Regions from separate parts of the Zea mays genome. Here region 2 is linked to region 1. Evidence: chromatin contacts called from public Hi-C data. All regions are on one chromosome and are shown on one strand. The core of a region is the stretch at or near the end of the contact, and the rest is flanking DNA. Distances in the headings are between cores, read along the strand shown. Region 1 holds the start of LOC103643778 (type IV inositol polyphosphate 5-phosphatase 7). Region 2 holds the start of LOC542416 (beta tubulin 3).

Region 1 (5,468 bases), core at 2,776-5,275:
AAGAACACACCAATAGAATCATAGAATAGGGAAAGGAGTAGGGCCCGAGGGACTCACCTTGTGCAGTCGGAGCACCGGAGACGACGGACGATGGCCGAGATCCGTGGAGCGAGGAACACCGGAGGGGATTAGGGTTAGGGAGAGGACCGATAGAGGAAGGTAAGGATAGAGAGGAAGTATAGATGTCCAAGCACGGCGCGGGCGACCGATGTGCAACTGATTCCAAGCACAGGAGACACCGGCGGACGGCGGCGAACCGCAGATCCGAGAGGGGAGAGGAGATTAGGGTTCGGGCGAAGCCGCGGAGTCGTAGAGAGCAAGCGAGCGAGGCGAGGGCGAGAGCGTAAATGCGACTGGCGAGGCGAGAGCGAGAGCTGTGTCCGTAAATGAGGCGAGGGCGAGAGCTGGGCCGCTGGGGCGCGTCGCGCGCGGCCGGTTAACCTAACCGGGCCGCCGCGTGCCTCCCCCTTAGACGGGCCGGGTCGGGCTATACCCGACGGGCCGAATTCTGTGGCCCAGCCCGACACGGCGAACGGGCCGGGCTAGGCCCAGGCACGATTGAAGCCGGGTCGTGCCGGTGCTGGTCCGGGCCATTTTCGTGCCGTGTCGCGGACCACCCGGTGGGCCCGGCCCAGATGGACATCTATACCTGTCTTGGTTCTTTTCTTCCACGGCGAGGAAGATACTCGGAGGCAGCGGTGGGGGGCAGGCAGACCGCCAACACCGCGCCCGCGCTGGCGCTGCCCACTGTCCGTTTCAGCAAGACAGCACGCGACGGGCGCGCGAGTGCAACTAGAGATGGCACCCACAGGATATTTATATCTCATACTCATACTCACAGCACAAAAATAATCTCATCGGGTCACCCATATACACTGATGGGTATAGATTTACCTCATACACATACCCATGTTGGTATAGGTCACTCATCGGGTCACCCGTACCCACAAAAATTAAACATCTATCAAAATTTTATATTATACAAATGTCAAGTATATCCATCTAATTACTATTACAAAATTCTAGCAACATTTAACCATCCATTGAACACACCAAAGATAATTGGATAAAGTAGTAACACTAGGATAGAACTACATATCACATTACATATTCCATTACATGGTCATTAAATTATCGTTAAGCCTTCTATGACATTATGACCTAAAAGGTTGTTAAATAGTAAAAAAGATGGATGCCTAAAGTCCAGATTCATGCTTGGACTAAGTTTATATTGAATATTTTATACCCACGAGTTAACGAGTATAGGTTAAGGCGGAATGTTCTAATACCCGTTTACCCATTTGGTGAAGATTTTTGCCAAACACTTCCTTGCCTTTCTGAGTGGCGAGTCAACAGTTGTACTCAATGATTATTTTATGTACGACTAGCGTAGCTAAAGACTGAGAAAATCCTTGGCCTATTATGTGTTGGATTTAATATGAACATGAGCTATTTTATCTAGCTTAACTACATAAAATTTTAAGACCATATTAGATACTAGATGAATAATTAAGATAGTGAACTAGATGTAACTGATGACTGAATTTGTAACGGTGTCATATGTATGTATGGCTACGGTTTCCTGGTACTAACTTTACATATATGGTCCGCTATTTTAAGACCATATGTATGTATGTATCGACTATTGGGATATGGTTCCTCTGCAGTTACGTTCAGCGGATGACGTGTGGGGTTAGGACACGATCGCACCCACACGTCAACCGGCCAGCTGTAGTTACGTCCGTCGGATGACTCCGCAGGCGACTAGTGTGTATGAAGCACTAGTGTCTTGAGTCATGCATAAGTCACTTTGCCGTTTTGCCAGACATATTTATAGTCTTAGGACTAGTTTGGAAATCTCATTTTCCTAAAGGATTTTTATTTTCCCAATGAAAAATAAGCTAATTTACTTTAAAAAAATGGAAATTTATTGGGAAAATACGGTTGCCAAACTAGCCCTCAGTGCTTTTATATTCAACAAGACATTTGTGTTGTTAACAATCAGTATTATTCATTATGGTTGCCCCCGTAGCGTTTATTTGTAGGTCACGCATGTATATATATGTATTGTCATGAATTTACTACTATTTTTTTATTAAGTCAAATATAGAAAAGCCTAAATTCCTACCAATACAAAAGTATAATAGTAGACAGTTTCTTTTATTAGTGGTTTCATTGCCGCATTGAAGCCAGGTGCATCTAATTGGTTAAACTATGAGAGGTGACATGCTAAAATGATCCTATATGGTTGGCAGGGAGGCAGATATGAGCTGCTACTACACCGCACGGGAAAAATTCGGACATTTTTCTCCTGATGAAGAGAAAGTCTTTCGAGGTTACCGATAACCTATCTGGAGGCACCCTGATAAGCGTTCTTGCTGAGAAATATATGGACGGAAATACACAACTGTTAGGGCTAGTTTGGAAACCACAATTTTCCAAGGGATTTCTGTTTTCCCATGGGAAATTAATTCATTTTCCTATGGGAAAATAGAAATCCATAGGAAAATTGAGGTTCTCAAAGTAGCCCTTAAAAGATTATGGATTGCACTTGAGGCAAAATTTGGTGTTTTTTATGTTGGTAGCGAATTGCAGAATGGCTGATAATCGTTCAATAGTGGGACATGCTCATGAGATATATGCACTAGCTAGGGAACTCAATCAATTTCTCTGTGTTGCTTGGCAAGTTTGTGGCCCGTGCTATTATCACTACGTTACCATTTTTGAGAGATTTTTCTATTTCTCTAAAATATAGGAGACATAGCTTATTGGGTCTTAGTAGTGTTTGGTTCTGGAATATGGTGGGATGAAGCCGCTTCACTCCTGGTTTGTTGTTTTTTGGATTAATTTCATATAGGACATTAGTTGTTCTAAAAAAATGCTCAAACGTTTTAAACTATCTGACTACTCAAAATCTTTCCGGATGAAGCCCCTCTCTAGCATGAAGCCGCTCTACCTCAATGCCACACGAGTGAAACTCTTGGAATCACTTGAGTTGTGTAAAGTCGGATTCAAAAAGGAACACCTACGACAATTGAATTCACGTTGTTTATGCCCAACTAAGAGCTATTTTGACAACTCTATTTTTTCAGGAAATTCTCATTTTCTCAAGAGAAAAAAACTAATCTTCCTCGGTAAAATGGAAAACTTTTGAAAAAAAACGAAGTTACCAAACTAGCCCTAAGGTTAATGAACTAACCGTGCAGCGAACTAGTACTCCTGTATTTTCGGTTGTACATGACATCGACGATATGTCCAGATACTTCCATCTAGTCATTGACCAACCAAGCACTGTTTTTTCTCCCCTCCAAGGGTACCAGTGTCCAGTGTACTACCCTGCTGCTGCTTAAAACGATCACCGTCTCCCGGTACTGTTAACAAGGAACATTCTAGAGATCCCAGAAGTCAACGATTATGAAGCTCAAAACTGGAGATTTTCTTTCGGCTTGTTGAGTTCTCAGTTGTTTGAAAGCGATTGAGTTGATTGGCCTTGAGAAGAAAAAAATACTGCATCCGTCCTATTGTACGATGAACTGTGATTTTGTACCAAGTCATACCAGTATAAGATTGTCCAAGTTTTTCAAGAGGCAAATAATAGAATACTCTCTCTGTTATGAAATAAATCAATTTAACTTAGGACCCGTATTTTTAAACAATGGATCTAAGGGTGCTCACTTGGTTCGTATTTTTTTTCAGAAGAAAACATTGAACAGACTTGGGAAGATTTTCATTTGAAACAAACTCGGAATCAGAACCACCTGTATTAGAGGACAGGGGGGAGTAGTCTATATTGTAACTGCTAGCATTATACATTTGCTAACTAGTAACAGCGGCATTGGGTGCTGCAGTGGTTCAGTAGTACTCCTACTGCCAAAGAGCTAAAACCTGTGGTGGGGTTTGCCATGATTTATACGAAAAGATCTATTAATACTAATACCAATGCCCAATTTTACAATCTGGCGATCTTGGTAGGAAGAGAAACGTTACAAAGGTCACAATCTCGCCTTGGTTTTGGAGCTAAAGAGCAAAGGTTATATTGTAGGAGGACTAGAACCGTAGAAGGGAAAAGAAAGGGGCCCAACGCCTTTGCCTTTATTCCCTTCATATATTTCTCAGCTCCTTTGCCCCCTCCCTCTCACTGCCCACTGCCGCCGCTGCTCTCCCACTCCTCTACCCTCCTCTCCTCTGCTTCTCTGCCGCCCAGCCCAGCTTGCCTTCTCGAACAGCGCGAGCGCGCAGGCGAGGAGCAGCGTGTCCGTCCGTCCTTGCACTCTCTGCAGCCTCCCTCTCTCTCTACCCCGCCCATCTCCCTCCCCAGGCCTTCAAATCCGCGGCCGCGCCACCCGCTGCGCTGCTGCCCCGGTCCTTGCATTGCTCGACTCGAGGCGCCCCAGCGCTGGTCGCCTCCGTGCCTTCCGCGGTGTTCCTGGGCGCGGCTCCTAGGCTCGCTCATTTTACTTCTGCTGCTCCTGTGCTGCCTCTTGGGGGGCGTTCCTTTACGGCCCGGAGCAGCGCCTAGCTGCTTCCGCCATTGATCCGGCAACCCCAGCTCTAGGTTTGCTTTGCTCTCGTGTGTGGTAGCGATTCTGGTGTTGGGGGGGTGCCACCAACAGTTACAGGTTGTCGCCACGCCGAGGGTGTCGTCCTGCGTTCCTTTTTTTTATCTTCTCTCCGTGATCTCTCTAGCTGCATCCTTGCCCCCCCTTCGCTCCTTGCTTTCTTCTCTGCGCTGCCTTTGGTGTGTTGCCAGATAGCTCCCGGGACTTCACCGGTTCGCTAACCGGCACCGGCCCATAGTCTGCGGACAAACAGGGGCCAGTTCGGCCTATTTCATTTCACAAAAGGGGGCAAAGATTAGGCGGCGGAATCCTGTTCTTTCCCGATTCCTTTTGGACATACTGCTCGAGAGGAAGTGAAAGCGCGCAACTTTGGAGGTTCCGAGGAGGGAGGAACACATCCCTTGCAGCTGCATGAGGAGGCAGGCATTGATACAATGAGAGATGACGGTTCAAGCAAGAACAAGGTAAGCGTGTTTCCAGATCGGCTGCTCCATCTTCTTCGTACCCACGTCTCTGTGCCCGTCTCTGATCCTGTTTCGGTCGTGATTGGTGCGCAAAAAAAGCTGTCCTGGTCCAAGACCCTTGTTAGGAAGTGGTTCAACATCAAAACAAAGGCGAAGGACTTCCATTCGGATTATGCAGCTGAGGAAGGTACATTAACATTCATCTAGCAGCACCCCACCACGTCTTTTCTCACTATCTGATTCTGATCTAACAGCTAAGAGTCTGCACATAATATTCGGCATGGTTTCTGTTATCAAACGTCTTGTTTTACCACAGTAGGTTGCAGTAGGATCAGAATGCCTGTTCTTTTCATGTGCAAATTGGCCTCGTACTTCCTGTTCTCTTCAGTCAACCTTTCCCCCCTACGGTTGCAGACGCAAGCAGAATGTGCTAGCGACCTACAAT
Region 2 (4,866 bases), core at 841-3,340, 150 kb before region 1:
CGTCTACTCATCATTGATTTGTTATCCTGTTCAAATATGGAATAGTATGATGATGAACTTGTGGTACATATATAGTCCTTTTGCCTATTCAGGCTGGGGGACACCTCCATTCTATACCTTTTGATCCATTGATCAGATGATCATGGTCGAGAAAGATGCAATCCGAAATAGTCTTTATGCATTAGAGCTCTATTAAATGATCACCTTATTGGATTGAAAAGCCAATGACTTGCATCATGCTTAGTTCTTACTTCGGGAACAAGATAACTTATGAGATCTATTGTTTTCTGAGGAGTGCTAGCAGTACATATGCTTTTGATTCGTCAACATCCACCAAAATGAGGGGGACATATGCACCAAAATGACCACCGAACGGTCCGTGGTGGTGACGCGGACGGTCCACGCATACATAGAATCAGTTAGGGTTTAAGGTTTCTAGCGGGATTTGTTAGCAAAACCTACAGGGTTAACTTGATAATCGACTTGTACCGGGTTCAGACCTCCCCCTTTATATAGATGAAAGGCTACGACCGATTGAACCCCCATAATCGATCCAATAGCAAATTACCTTTTTGTATTGTTCTTCCATTCCCTAGGATTAGAGGTAATCTAGGCTTAGTTTAGCTCTAGTTTAGTCTTTCACAACCATCTCTATTCGACTTTACGCCAATTAGGGACGTCCCGAGTGGCCTACCGACCTCGGAGCAACCCCTAAAACTCTTTCTACCTAGAGGTGAGTTCTAGGGTTCTTCACGGAGAAGAAGACCCTGCGCCATCGCGGAAAGTCCGGCCCTAGGCGCGGATCGTCCGAGCGTACGCACGGAAGGAGCCGCTCCTGTGCGCAGGTCGTGAACTGTCCGACCAGGGCCGCAGACCGTCCACGCCTCCGCCGAGAACACCGTCATGTGGTTCACTCCAAGTGTTTGGTGTTCAGATCGACGCCAACATGTGCATTTTCCATAAATGTGGTAAAAAGTAGAGGAGCTTGGTAAAAAAATACAACCAACATTTTAAAAATGAAGGTTGTGTCGACAGATAGAAATTTTTATGTTATCATCTTGAATTGTGAGCGTTTCTATTTTAGTTGTAACAGTAATTGTCGGTTGTTTCTCATGTAAGTTTATTACTCTCTTCATTCTTTTTTATTTGTCGCGTTTTAGTTTAAAAATAAACTAGCGGGCGGTAAATAGTGGAAAATGTTTGGTTGCCAATTAAAATCGTGTGTTTTATCTTGGGTTAACAGTAGCAAGCTGGAAACGTTAATTTGCATTCAAGTGCGCATTTCGTACTCGTATTTTTTATCTGGCATTCTGGCTGGAAACGAATAACTACGAATGGAAAATACCCATTGCGAGGAGTGTGAACGTGAAATGGTTGGACTCTTGCTGATTTACCTTTTCCATCTACAGATTTTGAAGCATTGTCGTTGGGCTGTCTTGAGATTTTGGAAAGTTTTAGTTTTAGATTGAGTTCGAAAACTATCTTCCTTTCTTTTGTGTGACCTATTGTGAGTTTGTGTAATTCTAATTTTGAGGTGAACTATAGCAATACGAAAATTGTATTCTTCTTCATTCGACGCACAAACCAAAAGTTGATTGCACATATATTTGAAAAGATGATCATATATTTGCAAAAGTGTGCTGAGAATCGCATCAGTCTCCAATTATTTGGTGGTGACCCACACCATGTAGGAAAAAAAATAAGCAGGTACAAAGAGGACGGCCCAACGTTGGCGTACCCCACCTGCAGCTCTCTGTTGGCCCCACCTCCAGGCACCATGTCTACCGTCTACTCCCCCCAGTCTTGTACGTATATTCCACGCACCTGGTCCACGGCTCCACGATTATGAACTGATTAACTGAAGCACAGGCACAGCTTTCACTTGCGGTTCCAGCGACGCGGAATGGAAACCGCAGCAGCAGCAAAACTGTAGATACACCTGGTCCATGCACAACCGACGTGGGAAGACGAGCTACAGGGACCGACAGGTGGACCCATACGACGTTCGAATCCCTCCAAAACGGGGGTGGCCACCTTGCCAATATAACTGACCGCCCCCCACGACGCCCTCCGTCCCACCCGCTTCGCTTCTCCCTCGGCCTCGCTCGATCGCTCCCACGCCCTCGCGCCCCCTCCACAAACCACCACCACCCAAGACCGCAGCGCAGGGCGCGAGAGGGATCGGCAGGTCGGGCAAGATGAGGGAGATCCTGCACATCCAAGGCGGCCAGTGCGGCAACCAGATCGGCGCCAAGTTCTGGGAGGTCATCTGCGGCGAGCACGGCGTCGACTCCACGGGATGCTACTCGGGTGTCTCCCCGCAGCAGCTCGAGCGGATCAACGTCTACTACAACGAGGCCGGGGGCGGCCGCTACGTGCCCCGCGCCGTGCTCATGGACCTGGAGCCCGGCACCATGGAGTCCATCCGCGCTGGCCCCTTCGGCGGCATCTTCCGCCCCGACAACTTCGTCTACGGCCAGTCCGGCGCCGGGAACAACTGGGCCAAGGGCCACTACACCGAGGGCGCCGAGCTCATCGACTCCGTCCTCGACGTCGTGCGCAAGGAGGCCGAGAACTGCGACTGCCTCCAAGGTATGCACCCTACGCGTCACTTCCACGCTAGGCTAGCTGTTGGTTTCGTCGATCTCGTGTTTCCTCAATCGATCGGTCGTGCTCTGTTTCGATCGTCAACTCTGCCCCTCATGTTATTGCCTGCTTCTGTCTCATAAATCAGATCGGGCATTTGAGCGTCGGGGAAAGAGGACACAAATGCAGAGAACACTGATTTTGGCCCAAATTTGGCACAACAGTGTTAGAATTTGTCACGTAAATTGTAAATCTGCGATCAACCTGCATTTCTGCCTCTAATAGGCATAGTGGGATGCACGCGGTTGCTGGATGGATGGATCAATGCTTGATCCTTGTGCTTTCGTGAGGACAGGAATAGCACGATATTATAGCACCCGACAGGAGAAATTAGTTGCATTATAAATGAAAGAAACAAATATGCCAGCTTAGCAGCATGTACAGGGAGGCCTTCATAGGTAGCAGATCGTCCAGTACAGTTGGTGCCAATTTGGTGAATTTGAATTCTTGAATTAAACAGATTCAGGGAACGTAACCTATTTGAATATTGAGGCCATTCATTGCAAAAGGAAAGAACTTATAATAATTTCCTTGAAATCCAAACAATGCCTCATTTACTGGCAGTATAAATTGAAAGACAACATCATTTTTCACTGCTAAAAGAACTACCATTTTCCTTTCCTGATCATCCTTACTGCAGTAGTATTGTTGAATTGATACTCCCATTGTCCCACAAGTTGCATTCACTTTCCGATTTCCGTTGAGATGGTTTAGAACTCATTTCCATTCATCTTGGATGCTTATGTTCAGTTGAATGAAATTACTGAAATTTTGTGATAAGTAAGCCACGTAAGATAGTTTTCTAATTATTTGCTAGACACACTCACGGACTTAATAATTGCAGATTTGAAATAAAAACTTGTTGATACACAACATTCATAATATTAGATGAGCTCTGTCAGTTGACATTTACATTTCTGTGTGTTGGCGTAGCTAGTTTTTAACCAAAAGTAATCATGAGGTTATTACTTAATAGTTCTCACTCGCACACTGCAGTTCTGGAAAGAATGTACATTAGGCCTGTATCACCTGGTGCCCAGTTTTTCTTTGCAATCTGTGCTGCAACTTTGCTAGTGGTCTGTATCTGCGCTAATAAAAAAAAGTGAACATATGTGCCCCGTTTGTGAATGTTAGTTTCATTGCTAGCTGAACATATGTGAACGTTAGTTTTACTGAACAGCAAAATATCACTAATTGCTGCCTATAAATTTACACTTTTGTTTTCTAGACTAGAGATGTGGGTTTCAGTAATTTCAGGTACCAAATGACCTGGTTTGTCGGTCAGAAACCAGTTTCCAGTATTGAAGCATGTTACATCACATGTCAACGTCTTCTCGAGCCGGTGAAAGTTCTTGAGATTATCGCAATTATACACTGCTAATGGTATTATCATGCTCTGATTGATGACAACGCTCTACGACCTACCCAAATAAAAAAAACAAGTATCTAGATCTGCTGTTACTGTAACAGTGTCGGTGGTGGTTGCAGCGAATGAGACACTGAGACAAGCTGTGCCCAGTGGGCAGGTGGTTGGGAGGATTACTCATGTTGCTTACTTGCTTAGTGTATATACTTGCATGATTGATTGCATTTAGACGTACATGAGGTGAAATGGATTTTAGCGCATCTAATCAAAGCAGCATAAAAAAAAGTCAGTTATACAATGCACAACTTGGCGCTCTGTATGATTCACTGAGACCAAGTTTCGTGTGGTTTCATGCCTTTTCGGCGGACTTTGTACATGGACGGATGGACCGAAGAAAACTTTGTTGATGCCTAACAGCCCAAAAAGTCTGAACCATATAGCATAACTCTTGACTCTATGATCACTCTCACAGGTCACAGCGTCTCCAGAACTGAAACTGTCTGACACTGACATCGCCTCGCATATTTGACAGGGTTCCAAGTATGCCACTCCCTGGGTGGCGGCACTGGTTCTGGCATGGGCACGCTGCTCATCTCCAAGATCCGGGAGGAGTACCCAGACCGCATGATGCTGACCTTCTCCGTGTTCCCGTCGCCCAAGGTGTCCGACACCGTCGTGGAGCCCTACAACGCGACGCTGTCCGTGCACCAGCTGGTGGAGAACGCCGACGAGTGCATGGTCCTTGACAACGAGGCGCTCTATGATATTTGCTTCCGCACCCTCAAGCTCACCAACCCTTCATGTAAGCATTATCTTCTCGTTGTTCGCTTTCATGCATGCCGCCAAAATGCCAG

The links. Hi-C and Micro-C count contacts between places; a contact is called where the count stands out from the background.
Region 2: a Hi-C map of leaf shows a contact between it and region 1, with 6 times the contacts expected there. The contact joins the promoter of LOC542416 here to the promoter of LOC103643778 in region 1. A contact is called at or near these places in 2 of 25 Hi-C or Micro-C datasets (ear and leaf).

Annotation. Positions count from the first base shown.
Region 1 is chr1:264,926,059-264,931,526 of Zm-B73-REFERENCE-NAM-5.0, reverse strand. It overlaps LOC103643778 (type IV inositol polyphosphate 5-phosphatase 7), which reads left to right and starts at 4,025. Exons shown (of 13, transcript XR_561296.4): 1 at 4,025-5,023; 2 at 5,123-5,210.
Region 2 is chr1:265,077,234-265,082,099 of Zm-B73-REFERENCE-NAM-5.0, reverse strand. It overlaps LOC542416 (beta tubulin 3), which reads left to right and starts at 2,090. Exons shown (of 3, transcript NM_001111986.1): 1 at 2,090-2,592; 2 at 4,545-4,814. The coding sequence starts at 2,199.